2 separate regions of the Mus musculus genome follow, and region 2 is linked to region 1. Evidence: chromatin contacts called from public HiChIP or PLAC-seq data. All regions are on one chromosome and are shown on one strand. Each heading gives the region's core, a stretch centred on a gene start, on an enhancer-like site or on the middle of the called end of the contact. The rest is flanking DNA. Distances are from core to core; before and after follow the strand shown. Region 1 holds the start of Gng10 (guanine nucleotide binding protein (G protein), gamma 10). Region 2 has its middle 16 kb from the start of Ptbp3.

Region 1 (3,536 bases), core at 65-2,564:
TTCCTATCAACCCAAAACCCTTTTTATTTTCGAAGAAAAAAAGGAAGTTATTTCTTTAAAACTTTTTTATTTTTAACCTGTCGGGCTTCCCCTACACCTTACTGGCACATCTCTGTACTGCGCGCCTCTTGTCCCTGGTTGTCTGAAATAATTTTGTGTATTAGTTTACCGTATCCACCCGAGTTCCCTATTCCCTGGAGTAGCACCAGGTCGAGGGCTAAAACAGAGGGAACTGACTAGCATGATGGTGTGTCCATACCTACCCACACACTTGGAATCACACTAGCTGCCAATCACACATTCAGCCAACAGAGTAAATCCTTGGCTGTGTTTGCGGGCCTTCATTTTAATTTTATCTCGCGGGTGTTTTGCCTGCATGTTTGTGCACACCTTGTGCATGCCTGGTGCCTGAGGAAGCCAGAGGAAGACATCGGGTCCCCTGAAACTGACGTTACAGACGGTTGTGAGCAACCTTGGGTGTGTGCTGGGAATTGAACCGGAGTCGTCCAGAACAGCAGTCAGTGAGCTGAGCCATCTCTCTAGCCTCCCCACCCCTCTCCTGACAATCCAACTCACCTTCCTCCTTTGAACTGTCCCTGGCAGCACGCTACAAGTTCCGCTCTTTGTCTATTTCACGCTCATATATTTTAATGACCTCTTTCGGCCTTTTTCTGTGGCCGTCTGTCCACACAACGAAATCTCTCCTGGATACCTCTGTAAAATCCACAGATCCAAAACGGAACTCACTTCCTCAACTCTCAAGGATCCCCCATGGGGCAGCAGAGGAAGGCAGAGCATCCTTCTCCAGCATCCATCTCGCTCGCATCTGTTCATTCGGTGGCCTCCCTCCCCATCTCTAAGCATCATCCTCCCGCAGCCGGGTGGGCAGAGTCCAGGTCGCCAGCGTGTCGCCAGCCTGTTGTAGACACGCCCACGGAGCCATCGGACCTGGTCCCTGGGACAGGCTGTGTCGCCAGAAGCACCCGGGATTCGGCCTGAAACCACCCCGCATCCACGCGCGGCTCGCGAGCACCCGAGGCCCCGGTGCGCGCCCGGCCCGGTAGCTCCCACTCCCGCCAGGCCGCGGTCTCCTGCGGGCCGCTCGGTCGCCCGTGGGGCTGGCGCTGGGGTCCGGCTGGACGAACGCTCACCTTGATCCTCTCCACGCCAGCCTCCAGCTTCAGCTGCTCCACCAGGCGCTGCAGGGCGCTCACGCTGGCCCCGGAAGACATGGCGGCTAAGGCTGCGCGAGGCTGGTTCGGCTGGGAGGAACGACCGCCGAGCGGGGTGCCGCCCCGGGGCGGGGTAGCCGCCGCGCCCGCCCCGCTGTCCCCGCGCTGGGGTCGCGAGCTGCCCGGCCCCGGTCGCCGGTGCCTCGGAACAAACCTAGGTGGCGCCTGCGCTGCGAAGGGAAGGACACTAGGACTTCACCGAAGAGCTAGTCAAACCTTCAAGGATATCCTGCTCGTTGGTCTGATATGGAATGAAATTACACCAGCCCTCTCACCCACTATCTATGGCCATTGTTTCCAGTCTTCTCCCGAGTTTTTTAAGTGTGCACATTGGTTTTACAAAACTGAGACCATTACGTTAAAACTTGAGGTTTTTTAGTTTTCTTGTTTCCTTTTGTTTTTTTTTTACACTTACTATGTAATAACTATATCGCCATCTTATACACCACCGTATCTGTCTGCACTGGGTAGTGCATAAGCTGGGTAGTGCATAAAGGCAATATGGATGAGCTTGCTAAACTTCAAAGCCCAAAGACTTTAAAGCATTGGTTTAATTACTTTAAAAAAGCTTCAAGGCCCCTCCCCAATCCAACCACGGGCGTCCCGGTTGAATTGGGGAGGGACTGGAGGAAGCTGACCTCATCGGAAGACCAGCAATCTCAACTGACCTGGACCCCCGAGATCTCTCTCAGACATTGGGCCACCTGCCAGCCACACAGCATACACAGGTATAGCAGAGCACTGCCTGGTCTGACCTCAGTGGGAGAAGACGCGCCTAACCCTTGAGAGCCTTGAGGCCCCAGGGAGTGGGGAGATCTGGTGGGGTAGTGGTAGTGGGGTGGGGACATCCTCTTGGAAATGGAGGGGAGGGGTAGGGGTGGGGTAGGGAGAGAAATGGAATGAGGAACAGTCAGAAAGCAGACCAAGAAGAGGATAACAACTGGACTGTAAAAAAAAAAAATTAAAGAATAATAATTTTTAAAAATTAGGAATAGTTTCAAGGCTCAAATTCTCATCTCCTGATTCAACTCTGAGGGTTGGCCTCATCTTCAAGGTGGATAGACTCAGTAGTGCTGTGGGGGGAAAAAAATCCATGCTTTCTTTTAGCCCTGTCTAAACATATGGGAGAGGAATTAGAATCTCAAATGGGTTCTCCCTGGCTTGTATTGAATACCAGCCTTCCCTTAAACCAATTGCTACTTAAAAAGGATTTGCTGTTGAAGTACCCAATTTCCAATCTGCTGAGTTTTCTCTGGACTTAAGAACCATCCAGGGCAAAGTCACCCACAAAACACACCCACAGCCGGGCGTGGTGGCCCACGCCTATAATCCCAGCACTTGGGAGGCAGAGGCAGGCGGATTTCTGAGTTTGAGGCCAGCCTGGTCTACAGAGTAAGCTCCAGGACAGCCAGGACTATAGAGAGAAACCCTGTCTCGAAAACACCCCCCTCCCAAAAAAAACAAAAAAAAAAAACCAAACCAAAACAAACAAACAAACAAACAAACAAAAAAACCAAACAACCAAAAAAAAAAAAAAAAAACCCAAAACCCATACCCACAGCCAGTCTCCATTCAGTGAGATTTTCCCCCACCCTCAACCCCCTCAGATTTAGGCAGTCGGATTTACCATTCCAACTCTGGAGTTCCTTCCGGGGTCATCTGAGGGTCAGCTTCTCCTTCTGCCCAATCCTTGTTTACAGCATTCGGTAATAAGTACTAGTTAGGAGGGCTGGCCCCAATGAACTTCCAGCTTGAAAACCTTCATCTCAGAGTCTGTTTTCCTGAAGAACCCAAAACTAAGACACCCAGTCAAATAACAGAGTGAAAAATGATTCTTATAAAGAAAAACATCTGAGATATAAAAAGCAACAGAAGAGAATATAAACTATTAAAACATAAAGGCTCTAAAGCAATTATTCTTAGCTATAACTGGATCATAATTAATCAACTGCCCTATTACTTAATACAACAATAACTATACAACTTGTGCTTTCTGCTCTACTTCCTAGGCAGCATGCTAAAAGTAGAAAGAATGGGTCAAAGAGTACCAATATTTATGCCAAACATGGTAGCACATGCCTGAGATCCCATGACTTCAGTGACTTCAGAGGCTGAGGCAGGAGTGACTGAGTACAAAGATAATGTGGATTAGAAGTCTCTGTCTCTCTTCTTTTCTTAACTTTTTTTCCAAGAAAGTTTTTTGTGAGGAGCCGCCCTCACATTTGCCATTATAAGATGGCGCTGACAGCTGTGTTCTAAGTGGTAAACATAATCTGCACACGTGCAGGGGCAGTTTTCCCGCCA
Region 2 (4,070 bases), core at 389-2,888, 530 kb before region 1:
GCATGTGCCACCACGCCCTGCAGGTCTTATTTTTGAGGTCCAGGCTAGCCTTAAATTGATGGCAGCTTTCTGAGTACTGGGACTGCAGGCATGAACCATTTCTTGGCTGCAATATGTGTGAGTACAGATATATTAAACATATACATTGATCTTTAGTGTGTAGATTTTAAGTGGATTACTGGATCATAGGGTGCTTCAAGTTCTAGTTATCCATAGGCTTAGATTTTTTTAAAAACCTACTTTAATAAGGGTTCTCAAATGCTTTGACTCTCCTTTCTATCTAGCTCACTGTCCAAAGGTAGGGAGAAAAGATTTGGACAAGGGGATGCGGACCTGTTTAGAAGTAGTTCATTGGGGTCATTTCAATCTCCATTTGTCAGGATGCCAGCAGTCCAGTTCAGTGGTGTCAGGATAGAAAGCATGAATCAGCAGTGGTGGCACGATCCAGCAGAAACTGCCAGGCATCCACCAAATCAGCAGGAGTCAGTGGAAGCGACCAGGACCAGCTGGAGTTCTCTGCCATGCCTCTCTCACAAAGTGAAGACCAGTGAAGACGCAAGACCAACAAAGAGCTATGCAGTTGTATTGTCACTGTCTGCTGAGTCCTATTTACACTCTTTCCAAACACCATGTATCCTCTCACAGGTCTTGCCTCAGCAAAACACCACCTAAGTCTGCACCATATGACACAACCAGAAACTTGCTCGTCAATTATCTGAGACACTTCAATGAAGTTACCCATAATAGTAGCAATATTAATTCATATGTTCACCAACAGCATGTGAGTCTCCCTTTCTTTTCATATTCACCAGTTATTTGGTATATTTTTTTAAATCTATTATTTATTTGTGTGTATGGTCAATTATTGCTTTCGTTTCCTGTGCTTTAAGGGTCAGACCCAAAAGATCTTCGTCAATACTGTTGTTCTAAGGCATTTCTCCTCTATTTCCTTCCACTGGTTACATAGTTTGGGGTCTTAAATTTAAGCTCACTGGCTAGTCTAGCTGGGCTGGCCAAGGAGCCCCAAGGGATCCAACTGTCTCTGCCACCCAACAGGCCACCACTCGGGACTTTTTGTATAAGGATTCTGGAAATTAACTCAGGTCCCTGTGTTTTCAGTGTGAGCATTTTACTACCCGAGCCTCCATAGCCCCAGGCTTGTCATAGAATGTGCTTATTTGTAATTTCTTTCTTTTTCACTAAGTTCTGCTTTGTTCTTATCTTCTAGTTCCGAATGATACATTGTTCCGTTGTGTGTCTGCAATCTACTTTGTTGATGCAAGCACTCTTTCCTGTAGACTTCCTCTGAGCACTGTTTTTGTTTTTTTGTTTTTTTGTTTCTTTAACTGAATCCTGAAGGTTTCAATATGCTGTGTTTTCATTTTCATTCCTTTCAAGACATTTTAAACTTCCCCTTTTTATTTTTCAATGGCTTGTTCATTCATGAGAATGTTGCTTAATTTACACGTATTTGTACAATTTCTAAAGCTTCTCTTGCTGACTCTTATCTCAGAGAAGATAATGCCACGATTTAAATTCTACTGAATTTGCTGAGATTCGAATTATATATATCCTAGCCTATGGTCTACCCTAGAGGATGGCTCACTTGCTGACGAGAAGAAAGTGTATACCCTACAGCTTATTCTGCAGCCTGCTGGGGACAGGCAAGGTCAACAGTCTGTTAGACCATTTTGGCATATAGTATAGACTTAATGTTTCCTTGTGGATATTTTGGTTTGGATAATTATATATTAATAGAAGATATAAAAAGGGTCTGAATATATTCTAATTTGTCTCTCTTTTTATAGCTAATAGTGCTTGTATTCTATAGCTGAGTGCTGCTGAGTTCATTGTGTATTTATGAATTTAGAATAGCTATTTCTTCCTGTTGAATTCTTTCCTTTATTATTTTATTCACTCATTAATGAAGAGACAGCTTCATTGACTGTTGGATTTTTTTTTTTTTTAAAGACATGGTCTTATGAATCCCAGGCTGAGTTTTCAAGACAGGGTTTCTCTTTGTAGTTCTGGCTGTCTGGAACTTTCTCTGTAGACTAGGCTCACAGAGATCTGCCTGCCTCTGCCTCTGCCTCTGCCTCTGCCTCTGCCTCTGCCTCTGCCTCTGCCTCTGCCTCTGCCTCTGCCTCTGCCTCTGCCTCTGCCTCTGCCTCTGCCTCTGCCTCTGCCTCTGCCTCTGCCTCTGCCGAGTGCTGCGATTAAACTACAGCCCACCAACACTAACCTTTTGGCCTTGCCTCTACCTCCTTCGTGCTAAGATTACAGACACATACAGTTTATTCAACAGTTTGTTATTTACTTATTTTTTTTTTATTTTTTTGAGATAAGGGTCTCACTATGTAGCTCTGGCTGGTTTAGAACTAGCTATGTAGACCAGGCTGGCCTTAAACTCACAGAGATTCATCCACCTGCTTTAGCACTTGCCTCTGCTGGGATTAAAAGAGTACACCACCACGCCCAGCTCATTAACGTTTTAAATATAAATTTTAATCTAACACAATTAAATTCTGAGTTAAATTTAATACAATTATAGTAACTCCGATTTCCTTTTGACTTACGTTTGCATGGTGCTCTTTTCCCACCCCTCCCTTTTTTATCTGTGTATTCCTTTCCCAGCGAAGATGCTTTCCTATAGACCACATGTAACTGTCTGCATTTTTTAAAGTCCATCCAGTGAGCCTTTCTCACTGATACCTTTCATTGAGTAAATAATCTGTTTGTATCCAAGGTGGTTGTTGATAAGTGAGGAGACGCTTACTGGTTTTTCTCCTGGTGGTTCTGGGTACATTTGTTCCTTTCTTGCTGTCTCTGTGGTTTGGTGGTTTTCAGAATGCTGAGGTTTGATTTTCTTTCCCAGGTGTGTGTGCTCTGTTGTGAGCTTTCACACGTGCTCACACCTCCCAGAGTGGATAGCAGCCTTCCACTGATGGGGTACGACACCTCTCATTGTTTCTATGGGGCCAGTCTGGTGGAGATGAATCCCCTTCATTTTTGCCTGTTTGAGGATGTGGGATGTCCTGATTTCTGCTTCACTTCTGAGTGCATGAGTGAGGTTTCTATCCCCCACCTTTCAGTGTGTACTGCCCCCCACTTCTCTCCATTTGATGAGAAGTTTTTTTTTTCCTTTTTTAAAAAATTAGATATCGTCTTTATTTGCATTTCAAATGTTATCCCCCTCGTTTCCCCTCCCCCTACTCACCAACCCACCCACTCCCACTTCCCTGTCCTGGCATTCCCCTACACAGGGGCATCAAGCCTTCTCAGCACCAAGGACTTCTCTCATTGATGTCTGACAAGGCCATCCTCTGCTACATATGCAGCTGGAGCCATGGGTCCCTCCATGCGTTCTCTTTGGTTGGTGGTTTAGTCCCTGGGAGCTCTGGGGGGTGGGGGGGACTGGCTGGTTCATATTGTTATTCCTGTGAGGAGTTTCAAGAGAATAAACTTTAAGCTCAGAAGTTGCTTGGTATTGTGGTTGTTGTTTTGTTGTTTGCTTTTTTTTCCTTTTTGATTGGTGCTGCTCCCTTCCCCTCCAAGACAGATCAGGTCTCACTGTGAAGCCCTAGCTGTCCTGGAATTTACTGTATAGACCAGGCTGTCCTCAACCACATAGAGATGCTTCTGCCTCTGCCTCCCGAGTGCTGGGATTAAAGTTGTGTGTCACTACAATGCTTGGCCTACTGTAGTAGTTCTTAACCTTGAATACAGATTAAAATAACTTGGGAGAACTTTAGAACGTTTCTGAGTTCGAGTCTTACCTAAAGGGATTCTCATGAAATCAGCAGGGGACTGTGCCAGTCGCTTTTCTTTTAATCTAATGAACACCTAAGATAATCAGCTTATGGAGAGGTTTGGAGTTTCCAGTCCATGCACTCTAGCCCAAATGCTTTTATTTTAGTTCCATGTGAGGAGGCACACACATCACTGGAGAACCGTGTGGCAGAGCTTCATGTCTCATGAGTAAACTGAGACTTATTCACGGCCAGGAAGAAAACAGGCAGAGGAAGGAATGAGTCCCACAATCCACTGGGAAGCAAAGCTCCCAGCAGCCC

What was found. HiChIP or PLAC-seq counts read pairs in DNA pulled down with a chosen protein or histone mark.
Region 2: an H3K4me3 HiChIP or PLAC-seq map of microglia shows a contact between it and region 1, with 6 times the contacts expected there. The contact joins the enhancer-like site here to the promoter of Gng10 in region 1. A contact is called at or near these places in 12 of 39 promoter capture datasets (the 3T3-L1 cell line, the C10 cell line, the HPC-7 cell line and 8 more), 1 of 15 datasets of contacts at CTCF or cohesin (large pre-B cells), 1 of 484 Hi-C or Micro-C datasets (olfactory sensory neurons), 8 of 115 datasets of contacts at active chromatin or transcription factors (the 230-238 cell line, acute myeloid leukemia, bone marrow-derived macrophages and 4 more) and 2 of 9 other capture datasets (adipose tissue and liver).

Annotation. Positions count from the first base shown.
Region 1 is chr4:59,032,934-59,036,469 of GRCm38.p6, reverse strand. Gng10 (guanine nucleotide binding protein (G protein), gamma 10) reads right to left here and starts at 1,314. Exons shown (of 3, transcript NM_025277.3): 1 at 1,152-1,314. The coding sequence starts at 1,232.
Region 2 is chr4:59,563,184-59,567,253 of GRCm38.p6, reverse strand. No RefSeq gene overlaps it. Among named protein-coding and RNA genes, the nearest start is that of Ptbp3, 16 kb to the right of the region's middle. Within about 2 kb of position 1,638, at least 28 of the 459 cell types and tissues checked have an H3K27ac peak or open chromatin away from gene starts, as enhancers often do. A contact at or near this core is called in the HPC-7 cell line, bone marrow-derived macrophages, hematopoietic stem and progenitor cells and 1 more, where this site is marked.